2 separate regions of the Bos taurus genome follow, and region 2 is linked to region 1. The links are chromatin contacts, called in public Hi-C maps. All regions are on one chromosome and are shown on one strand. Each heading gives the region's core, a stretch centred on a gene start, on an enhancer-like site or on the middle of the called end of the contact. The rest is flanking DNA. Distances are from core to core; before and after follow the strand shown.

Region 1 (6,916 bases), core at 1,386-3,885:
TGACTAGCCTCCTACCTGACCTAAAGCACTATGAAAATAGTTTCAATCAAATTCCCTCTTTAATTAATTCAACATTTATTATGCACCTATTGTGTACCAGGTACTCTTCTAGACCGGCCCTGCCCCCGTGGAGCAGAAAGTGAATGATGAAGGCAGATACAAACCATAAAATCTCATTGAATCTTGGACACCCTCCCCTGAAATCACTCTCCATGCCTCATGGAATTTTAGTCTTCACTGTCTAAAATCACTGAGGGGTTTCTCTGTTCACATATTGATCTTGCTCCCTCAGCAGTCTCCAGGGTCAGCCAAGCCAGGACCCAGCTTGTCTCTTTGGTTGCTGTAGTCTGACCACCCAGCCACAGGGCCCTGACATACAGTAGGCACTTGGGAAATACGTGTGGAGTGAGCTTGAAAATAAATGACGGACTAATGTGGACTCGAAAACAAGACCTCCCCTAATCCTGGGTGAGTCATTACCCACTTTGCAGATGAGGAAATTGAGGCTCAGGAAGGCAAAGCCGTTTGCCCAGTCCCACAACCGCAGCTAAGCAGTGTGTGGCTGTGAGATGCAGCAGAGGAAGCTTGGGAGCCCAGAGGAGCATTCCCAGCCCCCCACCCCCACCCGAGAGATACCACACATCCAGCTGGAGATGCGCTGATGGGAGGTGGGTGGTTGGGAGGGCGAGGGACAGTGCGAAGCAACTCAGGGGTATCTGTCTCAGTCCCCAGGAGTGGAGATGCTGTGTTGGTAGGAGATTAGTAAAAGCCTGGAGCTGATGGGGGAGCTTCCGGCGCCCTGTCCCCAATTCTGGGAGCTGGGGCTCCTGGCACCCTGATTCGTTGGGGCCAGGCAACTCCAGTCTCCGAAGCTAGGTAGAGACACCCCCCGCCCCCCCCCCGCTCCCCCCTCCCCGAGCCTACACGGGAATCCCGATTCGGGGTCCTCCCTATACACCCTCAGCCTGGAGGCCAGCCTGCAGCCCTCAACCGGCTACGTGGGGGGCCCTGACTTTCTTGGGGGGCGATGGAATTCCCCCCTCCCCGCCCGGAGCCCCTCCCTCCCGGGCGCCAGGTCCCCCTCCCGGCCGCAGTCATAGTCCAAAGCTTACCTTGCAGGGGGGCTGGGGAGGGGATGCCCCGCCCTCTCCGGCCTGGGGGGCGGGAGGGGACCAGGGTGTCCAGCCCCTTTGTTTGCCGGTGTGTGTGTGTGTGCGTGTGTGTGTGTGTGTGTGTGTATGTGTGAGATCGGGAGCCCCGCTGGGATGTAGGTCCGTGCGCGCGCGTACCCGGGCCTTGACGGCCGCTGTGATGCTGAACTGCCAGGGTTGGAAGAGGAGGAGGAAAGGGGGACTCCCCCGCCCTCGCCCGCCTACTCGCGGGTTTGAATGGACCGTGAGGGGGAGGGGCGGCAGCGGGCGGGCGCTTTTGTCTGGATGGCCCCACCCCTTCCCGGGGCCGGGGAATCCCCCACACCCCACCCATTTAAAGACCTTTACTCCTTTCTCTCCAGCGCCCCCACAAAGGCCTGCTTGGTTGGGGGGAATCTGGAATAGGCGCCCTTCACTCAAGTGGCTGAATCTCCTTCCATTCTCCCTGTCCTCCGCCCTGCGCCCTTTAATCTGAGATAATCCTGGCCCTAGGCTGCAACGCAGCCTTTTATCCCAGTATCAAAGCGGGGGTAGGGATATATGAAAATGTGTGGCTGCGGTCGCCCAAGCTCAATGTAATGGAGTTCTTAGAGTCCGGGACGAGGAAGGGGATCCCAGACGAAAGAGGGAGGGACTGCGAGGAGTCCCAGAGTACCTCGACGGAGAAAGACCCCCTGCGTGCGCACTTCCAAGCTCTTCCACCCCTCCCCCACCTGGCGCGGGGCACCAGCACTGGCCGCTAGTTAGACACTAGCGACACCCAGCGGAGGCATGGGGAACCGCCGTGGATAGGCTCCCGAGGCCCGTTAAGTGCGGTCGGGTGATTCCAGAGGGGGCGTGTATGCGCCAATCCCGGCTAAGGAGTGTCAGAAGATGGGGGAGGCGAGAGGGGAAGCTGTGGTCCGAGCCAGGGAAACACCAGTTCTCAAGGCAGGGCCACATCGCCCCCATCTAGGCTCCTCGAGGGCAGGGCCACAACCTTCCTTCACTTAGACCCTCCCAGAGCAGGGCCTTGTACCCCTTGGACTGGGAAGGTCCTTTCCCATCAGGCACCATCTCCAGCACAAAGTCCCTCTTCACAAAAGACGGGAGCGAGGTCTTTCGCCGAGGCCGAGCCCCAGCAGTGGGCTCAGGCTGACGTCACTGTGGCGTGGCTAAGAGGACAATCCTCTTTCTCAGTCTTGCCAACTGCCCCCTTTCCCAGGGCTGCCGTAAACGCCCACCGTGGAGTAGCGGGAGATGAGGGGGGCTCGAGGTTGGCGAACCCACCAGTAAGTCCCCAGGAGGGGCCTAGTGGAGGCCGGAAGCCCGATGGGATGAGGTCTCAACGGACTCCCGAGAGCCGAAACACGTGCGCAGGGCTCTTTAAGAACTTGGTCGCCAGTGCCGCTGCTGAGGTTACTAAGGATGTGACGTCACGCGCGGGCGGGGCGTGCGCTCCCGGGCGGAAGCGGAAGGGGCGGGGCTCCGCGGGCTGAGTCTCAGTGCTGCCGCCGCCGCCGCCGCTACAGCTACCAGAGCCCTGGAGGGCTGGGCCCCGAGGCAAGATGGTGGACTACAGCGTGTGGGACCACATCGAGGTGTCTGACGATGAAGACGAGACGCACCCCAACATCGACACCGCTAGCCTCTTCCGCTGGCGGCACCAGGTAGAGCGCGCGCGCCCAGCCCCTTCCCCCACTCCCGGGACTCCGCTTCAGAGTTCTGACCCCTGATACTGCCGGGGGGGCCCAGCCATTAATACCTGGGATTGCCCCCTACAGCCTGGACTTTCCGAATAGCCCAGGGTTCCTCGATTCAATTCCGGGGCCATAGAATTGCCGGGACCCCTGAGTTCCTTACCCGCGATGCCGGCGGGCCCCCCCCCCCCCTTCTAGTTTCTTCTTGAAACTCCAGGTTGACCTGTACGGCATCTTTTTAGAATTTAGACTGCCAAGATAAGCTTTTGACGTGCCTCCCAATCCTGCTTGGGATCTTCCACTTACACCCAGATTTCTACCTCAGAATCTGGATCCTGAACCTAGTCGGGTACCCAGTTAAGATCTTGGCTGTTCCATGGCCCCTCCTTACCCCTGTGCTCAGTCTCTTCAGTCGTGTCCAACTCTTTGTGACCCCATGGACTGTAACCCGCCAGGCTTCTCTGTCCGTGGGATTCTCCAGGCAAGAATACTGGAGTCGGTTGCCATTTCCTTCTCCAGGGGATCTTCTCAATCCAGGGATCGAACCCGCGTCTTTTATGTCTCCTACATTCGCAGACAGGTTCTTTACCACTGGCGCCGTCTGGAAGCCCTCCAAAACCCTAGAGTTCCCGATAGTTTGTCTATTCTGCGACCTGCTTTTCTGGATCCTTATGGTTCAGATCCAGAAGTCTTACTCCTCTGAATGAAACAATTCTGTCTTCCCCTGAGATTTCTATTCCTGGCTTGGGACTCCAACCCACACCCAAGACCCCTCCCCTAGAACAAAGATTGGCACCCCCTCCCCCCAGGGCCCTCAGTCTCATCTAGGCCTGGAATTTTGAAACCTGGGTCCTGTTCAGAATGAACCACCACCTCCACCCTGATGGAGCCTCCAATTCCGGAGGCTCTCCTTCAGCCTTCAGTACTGTTAGACCCAATTTCCCATTACATCAGGAAACCCTACCCACGTGGCTTCCTGCCCAGCCAGAACCCCTGCCCCTCCTTGGTACCTCACACCCAGTCCCCGCCCACCCCCGAGACAGACTTCAGTGGGAACCTTTGCCAGCTTCAGGATGCCTCATTCAAACCCAAGTCCAGGACCCAAATCCACCCCATCTCCCTTCTGACCCAAACTTGGTGTGTTCTTAAATACCCACAATGACCCTGCTGTTACAAGGAACCCTCCCATCCTGATTCCAGATTCACTGCCCCTTCTTTTATCTATTTTCCCCCAAATACAGACCCCCAGAATCCCAAGTCTGTATGTTCTTTCGACAGCCTGCAAACCCCCCCCACCCCCCGCCCCCCGCCCAGCTGTGCTCAAAGGCCAACAGAATGACTCTCCTGAGACCTTGTATGCTAACTTCTTGCTCCACCAACTCAGAGCTCTTACACCCACATTCCAGGGGCTGCTCTGCTCTCACGCTTATGGCATATACCTCCTAGAACCTTCCAGTTAGGAAGGCCTCATTTTATCTTCCCATGTATCAGTTCGCAGTTGTTTATCCAGAAACTCCTAGAAGCGCCCTTCCTCATCCTGCTGAGACACAGTAACCGTGCCTTCATCTAGTCCCGGTTCTGGGTCCAACCCATTTCTTAAAGCAGCAGCCTCCTGGCTAGGGCTTCCCTGGTGGCTCAGATGGTAAAGAATCTGCCTGCAATGCAGGAGACCCAGGTTCAATCTCTGGGTGGGGAAGATCCCCTGGAGTAGTGAACAGTGACCACTCCAGTATTCTTGCCTGGAGAATCCCATGGACAGAGAAGCCTGGCAGACTACAGTCCATGGGGTTGAAAGAGTCGGATACGATTGAGTGCCTAACCCTTTCACCTGGCTAGTGTACCTGGTGGGCAAGCCACTGGAGTGGAAAAAGAAAGTTCTAGCATTTCTCTCTTGCCACATGTGACATTTTATGATGAAATATTGAAGCTCTCCGCAAAGCTCTAAAGCCTATTCTTGGGAACACCTATTCTGGTCACGTAGTTGATCTCTATCACCAGGTTTGGTCCTGCTGGTTTGGGAGGCCATGCCCGCTCCCATACAGCGTCCTCTCACCACGCCCGACTCCCTCCTGGCGCAAAACCTTTTCCTGTCCAACCGCTGAGGACCCAGGGCTGTCGTGGAGATGAGTGGAGGCAGGGAGCCTGGTGTCTCCAGCATGAGGTTCCGCTGCCAGTGACCGGCAGCCTGAGCTCCAGCCCTGCCACAGGACCATCACTGCTTTGGGGGAGCGAGCCCCCTGCCTCCATGAGACTATCGTGAAAATGAAATGAGATTAGATTTGGAAAGAAATTGGCTCAGGGCCTGGGAGGAAAGAGTAAGCAATACTAAGAGTGGAAGAGGGGATTAGCCAAAAGGTGGCCTGGTACCCTTGTGAGCACAGGCCTGCCCGACTGGGTTCATATCCTGCTCCTTCTGAATATCACTGACTTGCTGTGATCCAGTGAGGTGTTTTATTTTATTTTTTAATTAATTTGACCACACAGGGTCTTAGTTACAGTGTGCTGGGTCTTTAGTTGCAGCATGTGGAATCTATTAATAGTTCCCTGACCGGAGATCGAACTGGGGCCCCTTGCATTGAGAGCACAGAGTCTCAGCCACTGGACCACCAGGGAAGTCCCCCGAAGTGAGTTTTGATCGCTGTGTGCCTCAGTTTCCCCAGCTGGCGGTCTTAATAGTGCCTACCCAACAGGCTTGCTGTGAGAGCCGCCTTATGAATTTAACGTGTGTACTGCTTGCGGGACAGCACTGGAACGTAATAAGCTTTGTGGAAACTTTAGCTCCTGTCGTCATCATTGCTTGGATAATTCATGTTCATGGTAAAAAATAAAAAATAATCCCAAGGCTCCAGAAGGGGACAAGTGAGTCTTCCCAGTTCTAGCTCCCTGGCTCCCTTGCCCAGAAACAGCTGCCAATCCTGGTTTCTCTTGGCTTCTTCCAGTGAGCCGGGCGGCATCCAGGTTCTGTGAGCCTCGGGTCCCCCCTTTCTGTGTAAGGCAGGAAACAGGGACACCTGTGGCCCCATCTCGCCACTGAGGTTTCTGCCCTGCCCAGCCTGACACAGCCTCTCCCGGAGGTGTAAAGCCCAGGTTGGGCAGGCTGCCACCCCTAGCAGAGCAGCTCCAGGAGGCCTTTATTTAGCTTTGGCCTCCCTGGCGACTGCTCAGAGGATGCCGGGGGATTTTGATGGCCACCCAGCAGATATCAGCGGTGTGGTAGGTTCCTGATGTCCCCTGAGGCCAGCGGTGATGCCAATAGCCCCTTTCAAGGCGGGGGAAGGTTTCAGAAAGACATGGGCCTATCGTGAAGAAAGGGAGGCAGCAGCGGCTGCAAGGCCTTAAGGGTCTTGTCCACCCCTTAACCAAATGGGAAAAGTGAGGCTCGTGATTGGCCATGTCAGTCCAGTGGGGTGTGAGAGAAGGGCTCGGGTCTCCCGGTTCTCACCCACATGTGCCTGGCCTTGTGCTGGAGCCTGGAGATATGAGCTCGGGTAAAGCACAGAAGTAGGTTAGCAACTATTCTGGTGACCGTGGCCATGACGATGGTGAGGACAGTATGTTGCAAGCGGTTTCCTTGAGGTAACTCGTTTAATCCTCACAACAACCCTGTGAGGCCCCATTTCATAGGGCTTCCCAGGTGGCGCTGGTGGTAAAGAACCTGCCTGCCAGTGCAGGAGACACCAGAGTCGTGGGTTCGATCCCTGGTTCGGGAAGATCCCCTGGAGAAGGAAATGGCAATTCGGAGGAGCCTGGCGGGCTGCAGTCCATAGGGTCACAAGAAGTCGGACACAACTGAAGCAATTTAGCACACCCGTTTCATAGAGGGGGACACCGAGGCAGGGGGAGGTGTAAGCGACCTTGCTAAGGTCACATTGCCAGTAGGTGTGGAGCTAGGTGCTCTGATGCAGTAGCAACTGCTCCCAGTTACCAGGCATGTGCTAGATATTGAAGTACACTTTCTTGTTTGAGCCCCAGAAAGGGAGACTGTCCTGTTGGACAGACAGTGATGACAGCAGCAAGTGTGGTAATTGGGCTGACTGCGCGTCCAGCAGGGCTCTGGCCTGTACAGCCTCTTTCGTGTCTTCCAGT
Region 2 (6,681 bases), core at 1,110-3,609, 140 kb before region 1:
CCCTGGGTCCGCTATATCACCCAGAGTGGCGGTAAGGCGGCCCGGCTCCCTGAGATGACAGGGACAAGGACATGAATGGGGATGGCCTTGGGGCTTTGAAACATCTTGTCTCAGAGGGCTCCAAAACCGACAGGCGTGGCCCCCAGGTCTATCCTATCTTTGTCAGTGTGCCCTCCCGAGCCTCGGTTTGCCTGTCTTTAAAATGGGGACAGTTGCCAGTTCCAGGGTAGTGGTGGTGGGGTTTGGATAAGCAACTGAACACACAGCAGCCCCATCTATTGCCTGGAGACAGGCATGTTGCTGTGTTTACAGTCGCCATGTTTGAGCCCATCCTTAGCCCTGTTACATACTTGTGGGGTTGATCATGAGCACTGCGGAAGGGGATGGGTTGTGGGTGGGGGTGCTGTCCTGTCTCCTTCCCCCAATTCTGAGATGGTCCCTGCTCATTGTTTCCCTGCAGATTATCAACTTCGTACCAGCTAGAAGGGAGAAGTGGGAGCCTGAACCTGGGCTGTCTTCTCCCCAGGCCCCAGCTGCAGACTCCACTAGAGAAGGAGGGAAGATGGGGTGTGTGTGTGTGTGAGAGGGCAGCCCTTGAATTATTAGTTCGTTACTCCCAGCACCCGACTTGCTCCTACCCTTTTCCTTTACCGGTAGGCTGGGAGTGATAGTCCCCAGCTCTCAGACTCTCACCCCTCCCCCTCCCCCTCCCCCAATTTTATATGAAGAAATAGAAGAGGGGCTTGAAGTCCCCCTCACGAGTGCCTTCTTGCAGTGACCTGCCTTAGGAGGTGTGGGGAGTCCCTCCTCCACAGCTGCTGAACCCAGAGGCCCCACTGGCCCATTTCTGAGTTTTAGGATGGCATTAAAAAGATGAATCTAGCTGCTGTTATGTACTTCTTGGCTGGGCGCTGGGGATGCCAGGGGTGTCCTGGAGTGCTGGGATAAGAGTGGGCAACATATATCCATTTCTCAGCCCTGGTCATCTCTCAGCTAGGCCCTCGCAATTGCTCCCACCTTGGTCTCCCAGGCTGCTCTGGGCTTCCCTCTCCCATGACAGCCAGTTCGCATCATAGCCACCAGAGGGCGCCTATTAACTCCTAAACCAGATCGTGGCTCCTCAATACAGAAGCTTCCCAGGGTTTCACCCGTTGATTTTTGTCGTTCTGGGCAGCATGCGGGACCATAGTTCCCCCACCAGGGATTGAACCTGGACTCCCTGCAGCGGATGCGCGGAGTCTTAGCCACTGGACCTCCAGGGAAATTCCCCATTCTTTTTAAAAAGTAAAAGTTCTCACCACAGCCCACAAGCCTGTTCAGCCCTCACCTCCTCACCCTTCTCTCCCTCTCTATACGTCTCTTCCTGGACTTACTAGACATGCTTACAGCTCAGGGCCTTCGAATCTGTAGCCCCTCCATCTGGTATGTTTTCCCAGAGAGACACATGGCTCCTTCCCTCACCTTCAGGTCTCAAATCAAATGTCACCTTCTTAGGGTGGCCATGCCCGACCTCTCTATTTCAAAGCCTTCTTTTCCCAAGACACTATTATTTATCTCGTTTTGTCAGCTCCACAGTGTATAGCACTCGGAAAATACTTATTGTCGTCTCCAGCTCTAAAAGGTAAGCATCCAGCAGCCAGGAGGCACCCGGCTTGCTTTCCACTGGGGTGCCTAGTACACGGTAGCGGGTCAGTAAATGTGTGAAGGCCCCGCTGTTGAAGGCCTCTGTTAAGAGCCTCCGACACCACTCTCGCCTCCCAGGCTCACCCACGTGGCAGATGGAGAATGAACTTTCTTCCACGCCCCTGCATTTGCTGTGCCAGGGCTGGCGCAGTCTGAGCCAAACGTGATTCCTTTCTCACTCACCCCATTTCCTTGCTTTATTTTCCTCACGGTGCTTAACACTAAAATTAGTAGCTCGAATGCAGGCCCCCCAGCGCCAGGAACGGCTCTGGCACACAGTGAATGAATGAAATAAAGCACTCTGCACAGTAAGAACTAACAAATATTATCGCACCGCATAACTCCAAACTGGGCGGCCCCAGCCCTACCTCCCTTCCTCTCGGAAGTGCCGAGGTCCCGGAGCAGCCCGCGCTACCCTGCGCCTGACCTTTCTCCCCTGGGTCAGTTAAACCGGCCCTCTTTCCCGCCCGCCCGTCGCTTTTGAAAAACCGAAAACCCCGCCATTGTTCGCGGTTCACCGGTCGCCGTAGTTTGTCCAATCAGAAGCGGGCCCGCCCACTCCGGCGCGCAAAGCCTCCCTGGCAACGCGTGGCCATTGGCTGCGCTGGCCAGGAGGGCGGAGCACTACAGGGTCGGGAGCTGGGCAACGCGGCTGGGCTACAACGTAGCAAGTTCATAAGAAAACAAATCCGCGGCGTTTGGGGGCGGGGCCGCGAGAGCTCTGGCTCCGCCCCCTAGAGGCCTGCTCCGCAGCGGCGGAGAAGCCGGCTCAGAACAGACCCCGCCCGTCGAGGAGGAGGGAGGGTGAGTTGGGGGGAGACCCAGCCCCCAAGGGGCGGGCGCCGGGCAGGGCCCTACGGGCTAGTGGAGGGTTGGGCCCGGGCTCTCAGCCCCTCTCTACCCACCGTCTGACAGGGGGAGGAGCCGGCCGGGAGGGCGGGGGTCGCGCCCGAGACCCGGACGGGAGGGTCCGACCCGGAGCCTCGTTGCAGGCCGGGGACGCTGCGGGAGGGCTGTTCGGGCCAGCGCCTGTGGGCTCCCCCGCACTGACCGCCGCGGGGTGGGGCGGGGGGCTTCGCAGGCCGCCAGTATCGACATGCTGCTGGAAGAGGTCCACGCCGGCGACCGGCTGAGCGGGGCGGCGGCCCGAGGAGACGTGCAGGAGGTGCGCCGCCTTCTGCACAGCGAGCTGGTGCACCCAGACGTTCTGAACCGCTTTGGCAAGACAGCGCTGCAGGTGAGCCCGGGCCGACTCGCAGACCCCTTCTCTCTTCTCACCTTGTTCCCGTTGGTAGCCGACTGAGGTCTGTTCCTGCATCTCTGGGCTGACTTGGCTCCCTGATGTCCCCTTTCTTAGGTGGGTGGTGGATGGGGTTAGATTGGGGGAGGGGAGAGCTTTCCATCTTTGGAGGATTCCTTGTTCTCTGATTGCGAAGGATTCGGTTTCCCTGGAGAAGTTCTTATTCCGTGTGTGAGGGTTCACCTTCTTTGGATCCGAGTTTCATGAAGGCGGCTCCAATGTCTTGGAGCATCTATGAACGATCCGACCGTAGGAAGGAAGGATTCCTATTTCCAAGGTGTACCCATTTTCTGGGGGTTCTCTGAAAGGTATCCAGTTTCCTGTGGGGGAGAATCTCTATTCCCGCGGGGTTTTCATACTGGCATATTTGGTGAGGGGGATTACCAGTAAGGGAATAGTCACAGATTACATGGGAGTCCCTGTTCCCTTGGGGACATTTACAAAAGGGGAACCCCATTTCATCAGAAAGCATCCCTACTATATGGGAGGGGGAAATTCCTTGGAGGAGTTTTAAATTCCCTGGCCATCTCCATTTCCTGGAGGGGACTGTTCTCTGAGGTCTGTTTCCTGGTGGGGTTCATATTTCCTGATGATTTCCCATCTGTGGGGAGAAGTGTCTCTGGTTCCTTGAGGGAGGGTCTTAGGTTCCTTGAAAATTTCCACGGGGGCTATACCCTAGCGGGAGGTGACCCGTTTTTTGAAGGTCCTTATTCCCAGAAGATCTTGTTCTCTGGGGTCTCAACAGCTGCCTGGAAGTTTATGTTCCCCGGAGTTTTTCCTTCTCTTGAGAACCTTGTATCTGGCATTCTCAACTCCAGAATGACCCCTGTCTCCAGTCACCCTTTTCCCCAGACCCCCTCCTTTGGAGACTCCCTGACCCTTCTCTACCCCCATCCCCCCACCAGGTCATGATGTTTGGCAGTCCCACCATTGCCCTGGAACTCCTGAAGCAAGGCGCCAGCCCCAACGTCCAGGATGCCTCGGGCACCACTCCGGCCCACGATGCAGCCCGCACTGGATTCCTCGACACTCTAAAAGTGCTGGTGGAGCACGGCGCCGATGTCAACGCACCCGATGGCACCGGGGCGCTCCCCATCCACCTGGCAGTGAGAGAGGGCCACACTTCTGTGGTCAGCTTCCTGGCTACCGAATCTGATCTCCATCACAGGGACGCCACGGGGCTCACACCCCTAGAGCTGGCACGGGGGAGAGGGGCCCAAGAGCTCATGGACATACTGCAGCGGCACACGGTGGCACCCCTGTGACCTGGGGCCACCCACTCCAGCAGCAGGACCCAGCTGAGTTCTGTGTCAGAAGAGGGAAGAAACACTTTCTCCCTTTGCTCCTCCTGCCCGCTGCCGAGGGGCACCGGTTTGTGGCTTGTTGGTGTTGATTTCTGGGGTGTGTGTGTTTGACGTGCATTTCTCGTTTTTTTTTTTCTCACCCCTTTCGGTGTGTTGGGCAGAGAAGGGCTCCTACAGGCAAACAGCCACCTAAACGGTTCAGTTTCCTCCACGCCTACAGACTGAGTCCCAAGGGCAGAGCGTTTAAAACCCCAGCCCTCGAGAGTGAGAGAGTGAGGTCATCTCTTCCAAGGCTCTTGGAACCTGTCGACCTTGGCCGGCTTACGGAGAGAAGACCTCCAGTGTGCACACTGCTTTCCGGCATGGGGGAGGGGGGAGTGTTCCAAATCGATAAAAGGGTAGTATGAGTTCATTCATATTTTGTTGAAAGCTTCATTTCCAGTCCCTTGTACAGCGTTTAAAAAAAAAAAAGTCTATTTATTAAGCTTTATGGAAAATATTGTTGTGTGTGTAATTTAATGTTTTTACCCATTAAATTAAGACTTGTGCATGACCACAGCGCTGGTGGCTTGTCATTTTTGAGGGGGCGATGGAGAGTCGCGTATCCAGGATGTTTGTGGGGATGGGCCCTGGGGGTCGAGGATCGTGGATGCTTTGGAGGAGGGGAGAGAGTGGTAATTCCCAGGGCGCCAGGGGTAAGTGAGCTGGGTGGGGCAGCGGTTTACGCTGTCGGAACGGAAGGGAGGCAGGAAACCGCGAGTGGAGAAAGGGCCCCCAGATGTCAGCTGGGTGCCTGGAGCCCAGAGGGTGGGGGAGTGGGATGGGCGGTGGCTGCAGCCTTCCCCGCAGAGGCGTGACTTGTGGGCGGGGACAGCGGTCTCAGGGCCAGGGATCCCGGAAGGGCTGGGGGCAAGGTTACGTGCGGCCCAGGAGGCTCCGCCCCTATTTAAAGTCAACTGTGCGTAGCCCCACCTCCAGGGAGGCCGTGCTTTCCTGACGCGTGCGCAGTAGGTTGGAGAGCAGCCATGCCGGAGCCGCGCGGGTCGTCGCCCCTGCGGGTGAACGCGGCGTTCGCGGCGAGGTACGGCCGCTACCGTGAGCGAGAGGAGCTGCAGCGGCGTGAGTGCGGGGCGCATGCGCGTGGGGGGCCGGCGCGTGTCGGGCGGTCCGCAGGTGGGGTTTGATCTGGTCCCCCAGGCTCACCTGGGTGGGGGGCTCGCATCTTTGTCCCACAGTGAAAGATCGCTACGGGGACCGGCACAGCAGCAGCGACTCCAGCTCCGAGTCTGATTCCAGCGACGAGCACGTGGTGAGCTTCTTCGCCTCCGTCTTGGAGTTGCGGGAGATGTCCAAGAGCCCTGTCTCATCCTGGCCCGGACTTACAGGGGGCAGCTAACCTCCAACCCCATCGCGCCTTCATCCCTGACAGTCTAACCATTTCTCCCTGTCTGCCTCTGTTCCCAAAATGGGGCATCCCTCTGCCCCGTGGAGCACCCAGCTTTTCCCCACACCAGCCCTGATCTTCCCAGACTCACTGAGCCATCCAGCCCTTCCTCTCTGTTTTTCATATGCCTTCTCTGCCCACCTGCCCCTGTATCATCCATCCCTTATTGATTCCAGGAAGCACCACCACCCCCTTGCCTGCTACCTTTTTTTGCTTCCTATTCTCTACTCATGTGTGGTCCACCCCCACGGGGTCCCCTCTCCCACCCATTTGACCCTCCCTTCCACTCAGATCCAGCCCTCCAGCCCTCCCCCCACCTGCCTCTACCCAGCTGGATTCTGCCATCTTCTAACCTGTACCCCTCCCTACACCCTAATTCCCACACCCTCTCAGCCCTCCTGCCCCTGTTGCTTACTGCCCCCATCAGAGCCCCCTTCTGAAATCTGTCCCCACCCCCTTTTTCTGCTCTAGGAATTTGACCCCCAGCAAGAGCGTGACTTTTATAGGACTCTCTCCTTGTTGAAGAAGAAGGACCCCCGCATTTATCAGAAAGATGCCACCTTCTATCAGCGAACAGGTCTGGGGCTGCTTCTCATGGGACCCTGGGTCCTCATGGCTTTAGAAGCTGTTGTGGCTATTTAATCTTTCCATGGTGGCTCAGAAAGTCAAGAGTCTGCCTGCAGTGCAGAAGACCTGGGTTCAATCCTTGGGTCAGGAAGATCCCCTGGAGAAGGGAATGGATACCCACTCCAGTATTATTGCCTGGGAAATCCCATGGACAGAGGAGTCTGGCAAGCTACAGTCCATGGGGTGCAGAGAGTTGGACACAACTGAGCAACTAACACTTTCACTTTTTTTTCATCTACAAGTCAGAACTGATTAGCAGAGGGACTTCCTTTGTCGTCCAGAGGTTAAGACTCTGCACTTCCATCCCTGGTGGGGCAACTAAG

Evidence for each region. A called contact is a pair of places that touch in the nucleus more often than the background predicts.
Region 2: a contact with region 1 is called in a Hi-C map of liver, with 2.0 times the contacts expected there. The contact joins the promoter of CDKN2D here to the promoter of CDC37 in region 1. A contact is called at or near these places in 5 of 11 Hi-C or Micro-C datasets (4-cell embryo, blood, liver and 2 more).

What each region holds. Positions count from the first base shown.
Region 1 is chr7:14,933,870-14,940,785 of ARS-UCD2.0, reverse strand. CDC37 (cell division cycle 37, HSP90 cochaperone) reads left to right here and starts at 2,635. Exons shown (of 8, transcript NM_001035338.2): 1 at 2,635-2,800. The coding sequence starts at 2,699.
Region 2 is chr7:15,069,531-15,076,211 of ARS-UCD2.0, reverse strand. CDKN2D (cyclin dependent kinase inhibitor 2D) reads left to right here and starts at 2,359. Exons shown (of 3, transcript NM_001046050.1): 1 at 2,359-2,487; 2 at 2,765-2,920; 3 at 3,889-4,840. The coding sequence starts at 2,780. The coding sequence ends at 4,248. KRI1 (KRI1 homolog) reads left to right here and starts at 5,294. Exons shown (of 19, transcript NM_001110072.1): 1 at 5,294-5,406; 2 at 5,523-5,596; 3 at 6,203-6,308. The coding sequence starts at 5,313. It overlaps AP1M2 (adaptor related protein complex 1 subunit mu 2), which reads left to right. Exons shown (of 12, transcript NM_001034511.1): 11 at 1-31; 12 at 461-882. The coding sequence ends at 483.